Linked DNA regions of Mus musculus: region 2 is linked to region 1. Evidence: chromatin contacts called from public Hi-C data. All regions are on one chromosome and are shown on one strand. The core of a region is the stretch at or near the end of the contact, and the rest is flanking DNA. Distances in the headings are between cores, read along the strand shown.

The links. A called contact is a pair of places that touch in the nucleus more often than the background predicts.
Region 2: a contact with region 1 is called in a Hi-C map of the N1E-115 cell line, with 12 times the contacts expected there. The contact joins two enhancer-like sites. A contact is called at or near these places in 1 of 484 Hi-C or Micro-C datasets (the N1E-115 cell line), 1 of 115 datasets of contacts at active chromatin or transcription factors (bone marrow-derived dendritic cells) and 1 of 9 other capture datasets (embryonic stem cells).

Annotation. Positions count from the first base shown.
Region 1 is chr3:141,825,313-141,830,175 of GRCm38.p6, forward strand. Unc5c (unc-5 netrin receptor C) reads left to right here. Exons shown (of 16, transcript NM_009472.4): 15 at 2,189-2,367; 16 at 3,095-4,863. The coding sequence ends at 3,260. Among named protein-coding and RNA genes, the nearest start is that of Gm15689, 140 kb to the left of the region's middle. Within about 2 kb of position 2,384, at least 3 of the 459 cell types and tissues checked have an H3K27ac peak or open chromatin away from gene starts, as enhancers often do. A contact at or near this core is called in the N1E-115 cell line, where this site is marked.
Region 2 is chr3:141,535,609-141,540,464 of GRCm38.p6, forward strand. The region is part of intron 1 of Unc5c (unc-5 netrin receptor C); the gene reads left to right. Among named protein-coding and RNA genes, the nearest start is that of Unc5c, 72 kb to the left of the region's middle. Within about 2 kb of position 2,788, at least 6 of the 459 cell types and tissues checked have an H3K27ac peak or open chromatin away from gene starts, as enhancers often do. A contact at or near this core is called in the N1E-115 cell line, where this site is marked.

The DNA.
Region 1 (4,863 bases), core at 1,134-3,633:
AATGAATAAATGAATGAGTGAATGAATGGTAGAGAGAGTCAGGGAAGAGTGATGCGCAAGGTGAGCCATGTGGGAAGACAGGCTGGCAGGAGTGTAGGAGGGAGAACAGGCAAGCAGCAGGAAGATACTGTGGCCAACCATGATAAGGAAACTCTTTGGGGATGAGAGTCCATGCTTCAGGAGGCAGTTCCTCCCTCTGCAGACTTTGACCTCCACTCCCATCCAAGGACAATCAAGGTGGGGAGATACGTGAGGGGATGGTAAGTTTTCCTTCTGGACTTAAGGAATAGTCACAATAAGGAGTAAGAGAACTTGAACCTGGGTGAAGTCACTAAACTGTTAGTGATAGTGTAGAACTTTACTGCTCCCCCACAACAATGCAGTCATGAATATTGCTGTGCCCAATATAAGCACTGCAACTCTTGAGTCCTAACATTGCCAACATAGTCCACTAGGAAGCATTGATGTGAGTCCCTAAATGAATCACTGCTTGGGCTTTTGAAGCCCTGTGACCCTGGAGGTTATGGACTCTTGCTTTTTGGCAGAGCTCTGTGCCTGAGGGGAAAGAACTGCAGGTTCTGAGTCTAATCGGAGCTCCCTAATCCTGCTGGATGCTTCCGAGCGGCAGCCCACAGTCTAGCCATGGAACCAGAGCTAAGATACAAGAGCCAGCACCATCTCTTTGCCAAGCTATTGCTTCTGAGCCCTGATACTTTGATCAAAGCCAAGACTATTGTATATATATTCTTTACTTTCAAAAACAATAACAATAAACAAACAAACAAACTCCAGAAAAACAATTTTCTCTCACATGTCCCCCAGCTCCTCAATGGGTCTCATCCAGAGGGATGATAGAAGTTGAAAATCACCATTGGCCACTGATCCCCAAAACGCAGACCACCCTGTGGGTCACATTTGGGAGCCAGCCAGCTGAGACACCCCACCTGCCCCTCAAAGCTCCTGCAATCCCAAGTCTGCAGAGACCTCAGAATCAGGGCAGGACATGAGGGCTCTAACAGCAGGGGCAATAACCCCCTAAGCTCAGCATTTAGAAGGACATCACAGACTTCAGGATGACCTGGGCTCTGTGCCTAGTGTCTCCTCCAGCACCCCAAGGCGTTACCTGCCTTAAAAAAGAGGTGACATTCAAAGCAGATCGAGAAGATTTCTTGTTATTGCTTTAATGGTTCCCAGGCAACGTTTCCTCTTGCTTTCAGACCAGCAGAAGTGATCAGAAAATGATTAGAGTTTCTCTTGCAGATGAAATTTAGATTTTTGCATTTGTGCTGCTTTATGAGCTGAAACTATTTTAAGAGCCAATTTATAGTTTTCTCTACTAAAATCGGATTAAAAAAAAATAAGCAAGGAGGTTCAGCAATTAGAGGATACCATTAGTGGCTTGCCCTAAGGCAATACTCTGTGTTTACTACTTTTTTTTAAGTTTGCCTTAATTTGATCTATCTTAGCATCGCCCCATTTTATCAAGCAAGAGATGGAGGGAACTACCTTCACAGGGCTAGCTGAGGTCTCCTATGTGTTCACAGAGAGGATGCCTTTACAGTTAGATGGCTTCTAGAAGATCTTATTTCTCTCAGATGTATTTATTCCTTCAGGAAGAAGTTCCCTTTTGAGCATTTCCAACATCTAAACCTTTGAGAACATAGACATTCCCTCTCTTCTCCATTCCCAAAGCAACCATTCTCAGTCTGTGGGCTGAGACCATGGGAAAAACACGTATTTCTGGTGATCTTAGGAATTCCCAACCATAAATTTATTTATGTTGTTACTTTCATATCTGTAATTTTGATACTGAGAAGTCTCTCAGTTCCTGAGGCCAGTAGGAGTTTATGTTTTCCAGTGGTCATGATCCACAGGTTGAGAACTGCGATCTTGGAGTGTCTCATTAGGGAAGCCATTGTGGAATCTTACTAGAGCTTTCTGCCCTGCCCAGTCCTGACCTAGGAACTCTGAACATGGGCTATACAAAACTATCTCCCTCTACCTCTACTAACCCACTACTTCCAGGCCAGGAAGAGACTGTCCTTCTTGAAGAGAAGAGAACCTGTACTCTTTGTATCCATCTCAAGTTGGATACAGAGAATATCCAACTGAGAGTCAAGTATTATGCTGACTGAATCAACAGCGATTACACTTGCCTTCTGAAAAGAAAGTTGTGTCGTTCCTACAGGAACCTACTGGCATCGACTTACCTCTCCTGGACCCTGCTAGTACCATCACCACTGTCACCGGACCAAGTGCTTTCAGCATTCCTCTCCCTATCCGGCAGAAGCTATGCAGCAGCCTGGATGCCCCTCAAACAAGAGGCCATGACTGGAGGATGCTGGCCCATAAACTCAACCTGGACAGGTGAGTGTGTCCAGGCTTCTAGACCTACTGTTTTCATTTAGCAGAGATTCCAGGACTGAAAGGAATGATATAGAAAGTGGCACTTTTCTCTTCCCACTACACATCTGTTTATATTTTCATTCTGACTGTGAGCTTCCAAACAATTCCAAGAGAATTCCTGGGATATATGACATTTATCAGTGTCAAGATTTGTGATAGACTTTACCTAGCTCATGTGCTAAGAGCTCCTAAATATGATGTCTATTCACTAAAGTAATTATTGTTCATCCATCGCCAGTTGAACAAGACGTAATGCATGATGAATAATTTACATGCTCACACAAGCACTTGTATTAAGTTATAAAGAGACCCTGAGAGCCTCTGCTTCGTAGAAAATATCTGTCACCTCCAAGGAAGAGATGTGGTATGACCTGTCAAAGATCATCAGAGTCCAGACTGGACAGAAAACATAAGCCTCTTGATTTCCTGTTTAGGACAAAACCCACAGACACGTTGTCTCTTAAATTATCCTATTCAGAGTTGAGGTTAACAAAGTTAAACAGCACATGTCCTGTCTGGAGCTGATCTAATTAGGAACCGAGCAATCATTAAGTGGAGTTCACTAGGATCCACGGTAGGACTGAAATGCTTCAAGACAGACAGGTTTAGTGCCAACGCAGAGAAGATAATACTGTAAATAGACCTGTAAATCACACCTCTAAGCATATTTTCCCATTCTTGATTGCAGGTACTTGAATTACTTTGCCACCAAATCGAGCCCAACTGGCGTAATCCTGGATCTTTGGGAAGCACAGAACTTCCCAGATGGAAACCTGAGCATGCTGGCAGCCGTCCTGGAAGAAATGGGAAGACATGAGACAGTGGTGTCCTTGGCAGCAGAAGGACAGTATTGACCACACTGGAACTAAAGCTGAAGGACACAATTACACAGGGAGTCTGTGTTCAGGGGAACCACATCTGAGGAGGAAATCCAGATAGGACCAAGGCGCTCTACAGGCAAGATGGCAACAGGAAACTTGGGGGACAGATATAACCACCAAGGTACACGCCCACTTCATTCGGACAGCACCACCGCGGGAGTTAAGAAAAATTGTGTAAATTTGTACCTTGAATTTAAGAATCAATCTAATTTTCTCTTCGTTGGGCTGTATGCTGTATGGTACAGGATCTTACAGTTTCCTAGGAAACGCTTTTTATTGCTATCCAGATGTATGGATAAACTTTCTTAACAAACCCAGTTTCTACAAATGTTGTTTACATCAAATTGGACAGGGATGCAGACACTGTCCATGGCTCGTTCTATTTTTGTTCAGATCATTTGAAGTTGAAGCTGTGGACAGTTTATTGTGTCTATTTCAGATTAGTAATTTACAGAGAAATCACAGACTTTTGCTAAAAATCATGTACATCAAGTGTCTCAGATAATCTTCCCATCAGTGTTCTGTTTCTGAAACTTGTTGGACCAGTATTGGCATTGGTATCAGGGAAGTGGAGAATCTAAATGTAAAGGAGAAATTGAGAAAATTCCTTATATCCTGGGGTAACCCCGTTGGTATCCTTTGGGAACAGAGCTCTAGCATTACAGGGGAGGTAGCTATTCATGTTCCTCCACACAAACATTTCTGTACCACATGTGTGTTTGTAATAAGCAATTTCAAGTGTTTTTTAAAAAATATTATCATTATTATTGATGATTATTACAAATATTCTAGTAAAAAGAATTTCCTTTTGTTTTAGTTAGCAATACTGTTAGTGTTTGGTGTTGACTAGACCTGCCTCCCTTTCTTGCCTAAAGAGGTGGGCATGGTCACCAGTTTAGTTCAATAGCTTTTGCTTCCTTGACCTTTGGTCTACCATTCTGTGGTGGAAAAGACAGAAATGCTCAATGGCTATGTCTGCTCTTTCAGCTTGCTCGGTCAGAGTCTTTCTGTTCTTGCTCTTATCATGAGGAGAGTTCTCTATGTAAAGTTCATTTACTCTTGTGGCTATCTGGGAGGCAGTATGGTTGTGGGAACAGTGTCTGAACTAGGAATCAGGAAACCAGTTATCCTTGTGGAGTTGGTCCCTGTATGGCTGTGTGACTTTGGGGAAAACATTGAAACTCACTGGCGCTCATTGCCCTTCTTTGTAAACTTTGTGGTGAGACCAGATCATCTCAAGGTTCCAGAATGCTGATCTCCCATTCAAATGTCATCATCCTTTTCTATCTTGCAGGCAGGATTGATTTGAACAGGGATTACTTCAACACACATTTGTTTGTCTTTATCTTTGTGTCATTATTGCATGATGTTGTTCGCTTAGAGATGGCATCCTTTTCTTACCATTGTCTTGACCTCTGCTGGGGCCCTAATGTCCAGCCTTCCAACTAACTGTAAATTCTACTTTACTCATTTATTGATCTCCAGATCTCAAGACCATTTCTACAAAAAGCCCATGCAGCTGAATGAATTGGTAACATTTTTCTTTCTTTATTACTCTTTGCTTTAGTAATATTCA
Region 2 (4,856 bases), core at 1,538-4,037, 290 kb before region 1:
GACAATCATCTAGAAAAGGCCAGCTCTCACAAGAGTTCCTAGAAGAACGAAATTGTTCTCTGAAGAATGCAAGCAGTAATGGGGAAAACTGTAGGGATCAGAACTTAAAAGGCAGGGAAATATGTGTGTAGAGAGGATTTGATGCACTAAAGGGAGCTGGGATCACTATTTGTTTGGAGAGAAATAGGGTTGATTAAAACACCTGGTAATAGCATCAATAATAACTAAACTTTATTGATCATACACCACATATTCACATACTGTTCTAAGCATTTTAACCATGAAGAAGGGACTTTTATTCATCACAGAAAAAGGCCACCTAGTTGGCTCAGAATCTCATGACTAGTAAATACTACAGCCTGAGATTCAACCCCAGCAGCCCTGTTCTGAACTTTACACTCACATACAAGTAAGTGCTCTTAAATGTGAAAATAGTTAATGACATTTTTCCCTTAATAAAGATAATATTACTGCAAATTTAGAAAAGTTCAAACATAAAAGATATTTGAGGGAGAAAAAATACTGGCATGCAGTTTGCCAAGTGAACTGTTAACAGGTTAATTGATGAATGTTGACCAGAGCAAAAATTTTCAAGACGGTGTTGGTCTTGGAGATGCCTAACTTCACCAGGCTGCCATCACTGTTACAGGGATAACTCTCCTAACGGTATCCACCCCATGTATCCTGAGAATTGCTTAAACTGATTTCATGAACTTTAGTTTCTCAAACCTCCCTCCCTCCTCTAAGTTTTATTTCTTTTCTCTATTTCATATTGATCATTCTAGATACTGGATCTATATACCTTTGTAGAGTTGTAATCAGTGTTTTTTCTCTTGTATTAGTCATACATATGCATGTTTTGTAGGCATGCATATGTATCATGGGGTGTCATACACAGACTCCAGACATATCCAAATAAATGAACTGGGTGATTTCTTCACATGAGGAGATACAGATTTCTGGTCTGTGCCCTATGTATGAGATTAAAATGCACAATGGATGTTTTGAGCAAAAGAAAATATATGGGAAAATTCTTATGACAGTGTCCTATAATTGTTAATATTAAACAGCTAGAGTTTGTAATTGGTAGAAGTCATTTCGCATCTTTTTCCAAGGTGATATTGATGTGTTGTTGTTGTCTTTTTATGCAAAGAAGATCTAGTACCTTTTATGAGGAACAAATATTAGAAGAGTGCATGATGTGACTGGGTTTCAAACTGAAAAAAAGAAATGCCCTGCTCCCCTTTATAGATACACACACACACACACACACACACACACACACACACACACACACATGAGGTCCTGATTCACTTCTACATGATAATATTCTTTCATGCTTGCTTAATCTCTATCTTCATGTACAAGTTGGCCCATGGAAAGTAGAGGATCATTAAGCTGTCACTGCACTGTCATGACAAACGACAGGTCAAGTCTCACCACTCAGTCCATGCGTGTAGAGACTCTTGGAGAATGTGAGAAACTTGCCCACGTTCCCAGGGCTAGCAGGGTTCATGGATTTGGAATCCTGGCCCAGCCCTCAAGCCCATGCGTTTTCAGTTTCACACAAACTAGTTTCTGCCTGTGGGATTTTTATTTTATGTCAGACTTTACGCTTTCTTTTCTTTTCTTTTCTTTTCTTTCTTTCTTTCTTTTTTTTTTCTTTTACTTAGTACATGGTGAAGGGTTCTTAGCATATAAAAAAATGGGATACTTTAGAAAGCTATAGCAAAATATGACTTATACATTTAAAAGGGACAATAGAGAAAAGGAAATGTTCTGTGGAGCAGCCAGATGCTCCTGTTCCAAAATAGCATATCACTTATACGATTACATGATAACAATGTTATCCCATCACCTCCTGGGGACAGAAGATAGCTTGCTGGCCTACTCAGCCTGCTCCATTGCTTGTGGGACCATAAAATCCCTCTGGGTTGCCAGCTTTTTTAAGTTGTCACAAAGATTAGGTATCAGATGGTTATGTTTCATGGGAATTAAAACATAAACCAAATACAGAAGAGACCAGGACAACACCTGACACTAGTGATGGTCTTACCTGCAGGACCCAGAAATGGATCATGAGCACATGACGGAATTGAGCCAAAATTAAGACAATGGGCCTTGATAATTTATGAATCTTTGGTTTAGGATTTAAAAAAAATCCTTATCTGAGTGATAATGAGAGCTGCTCCTTAATAGCAGACAGCAACCCAAGTAAGAGCTAACATGTGTCTGGTATAATTACAGGAACATTTAAAGACATTTTTTTCCTTCTCAGAGGGCTTTAATGGGGACCTTCTGGTTATAATTACAGACCTTGCTCCCTATTTATGGTTAATGGCCAAATTGGTAATATTTGGTTTAGTGAGGATTAAGCAAGAAATAAATTTTTCTAAACAATTATTTTTCTAAAGATAGAAAAGGCTGCTGTTAAGAACCTTAAGAGTTTAAGGCATTCCATGTGGATAGCTGTTTACTTTAGTTTGAGAAAATGATCTTTTGAAAGCCCTTTTGTGAGTTTAAAAGGATAACAAATTTATTTTTCACCAACAGTAAAAAAATGTGTTTTATTGCATGTACATTCTCAGCACACATCATTACACTGAGTGCAATACTACCTCCTCTTGAAAATTGGGTAATTGAGGCACAAGTGAATCATGAAATGGCTTGCCTAGGTCCCACAACTTCCCTTTGGTGACATGAGTATTGGTGGGTTTCCCAGACTTTCATATCATCCATAAGGCAAGAGGAAAGGGTAAACAGACACTTTGATCATGTAAAGTTAAGTCACTTCCTCTTTGAGAAATCATGGACATTTTAAATAGTCTAGAAGTGAACTGGGTGGGAGGCGGAATCCTGTGCTCCCTCAAGTGGATGGCATTTGTCAGAGTGTACAGCAGAGTCTGGTGGAGATAAGACACTGGGGTAAAATCCTTAGTGGCTCTCAGGCATGAAATAAAACACACAGAGGAAGAGAATAAGCATGAGTGTATCGTGTAATATTGATTTATTCATATACTTTTAATTCCAAGGCAAACATGTCCAAAATAGGAAAAGCAATGTATAGTGTTGTATGTGAGAAGAACCGATATGGTAAGAGTAATGGAGGATCCTGGAAAGGAGACTTGTAGGTAGGCAGATGTGTAGTGTTTGTGAGATTGACTGTGTCCTGCATCATGATGCAGGTGTCTGTCTAAATTCTTTTATTCAACCATTTGTTTATTTTTATATTGTATGTATAATTATACCTCTGTTTCTACATTATCTACTCCTAAGGAATTTCTTTTTATCTGTTTTTCTTTGCCTTTTAAATGTATTGTATATATCAATGTATAAAAGTGATGTGCGCATGTCATGTACATGGTTGGTGATCTTTATGTGTGAGTGTGTTTTTGTGTGTGTGAGTATGTGTGTATGGGTGTGTGTGTGAGAGTGTGTGTGTGTGTGTGTGTGTGTGTGTGTGTGTGTGTGTATGTGTGTGTATGTGTGTGTGTGTGTGTGTGTGTGTGTGTGTGTGTGTGTGTGTGTGGTTGATTCTTTGATTTACCAGGGATATAGAAACCTGCAGATGCTCCTTATACAAAATGGCTTAGTATTGGTAGACAGCCTACATACTTACTCCTGTGCACATTAAATAAACTCTAGATTACTAATACTTCTAACAGAATGCAAATTCTACAGAATTTTTTACTATATTGTATTGTTTGTGAAATAACAAGGGATCCCATATTTCCATGTTCAATACACATGAAAACTTTTCTATTTTTAATCCATGATGGTTGACGCTACAGAAGTAGAAGCAACTATAATTCCACGGCCATTTGTATCTATCTCTATATAAGCTCAGTTTAAGTCATCCCGACTGTGTGATAATAGTGCAATCACAGAAGACAAATATCGGATGAGAAAGGCAAGCATCGTGTTATGAATATAAAAAAGTAGCAAAAAGATAAGTAAATAACAGCATCCATGTTACCTGAATGAAGGGAAACTCTTATGTACTGAACCACTGAAGAAAGACTCCATTGTCGGAGACTTAGATGACGTAAGCAAAGAATGTGGGTCTGTGAATTCTCCCAGAGAAAACTGAGGTTTGAAGAAAGATGCATTTCCCGAGAACCCCTGGTGCTGTCTCTCAGGAAGTGGTACCTTGAAATGAAACAGATCCTCACATGGGAACTATTACCCTAACAAACACTTAACATCCTGTCTAAAATTATGTCATTATGAGACTCTACTGGTCCTTCTCATAATTAAGTCATTTACAGCTACTGTCTGCCCGGTATAAAAGACTTCAATCCCAGTAATTAAACTTAGTAAATGTCACTAAAAGTGAAGAGTGCATTGTTCCCTGGGTAAATTCAGCTGAGGTCACAGTCCTTGAGAGTCTCTCTGTCTGTCTGTGACCATTCTGGTTGGAGTACTTCATCTAACGGTGTTCCTGAAAATGAGCCCTGATGAACAGCTCATCTTAATTTAGCACGAGTTACACCTTTAAGAGGAGAACATAAAAGTAAATTAAGTCTTTGTGAACTTTTAAGTAAAATTTGTGTTTATAGAAAACCTGAAGATAAATGTAGGAAGATTTTCTCCAAAAGGAGAAAAGAATAAAAGGTTTACTCTCAAAATACAAACAAGCAATAGGCTTTCAAGACAAAAATGGGCTATAGCAATATATCACAATGGGAAACACAGCTTTCCATTCATAAATCCAAAATATAAACAGGATCCCTGGCTACCTTAGATTGCTATTCACTAGATAATTTAAGTAAAACATCAACATTAAAAACCAGCAGATGTTCTCAGTACAATAGACTCAGATCCCAAGTGTCAAGTTAAACACTGAAGCCAATTGT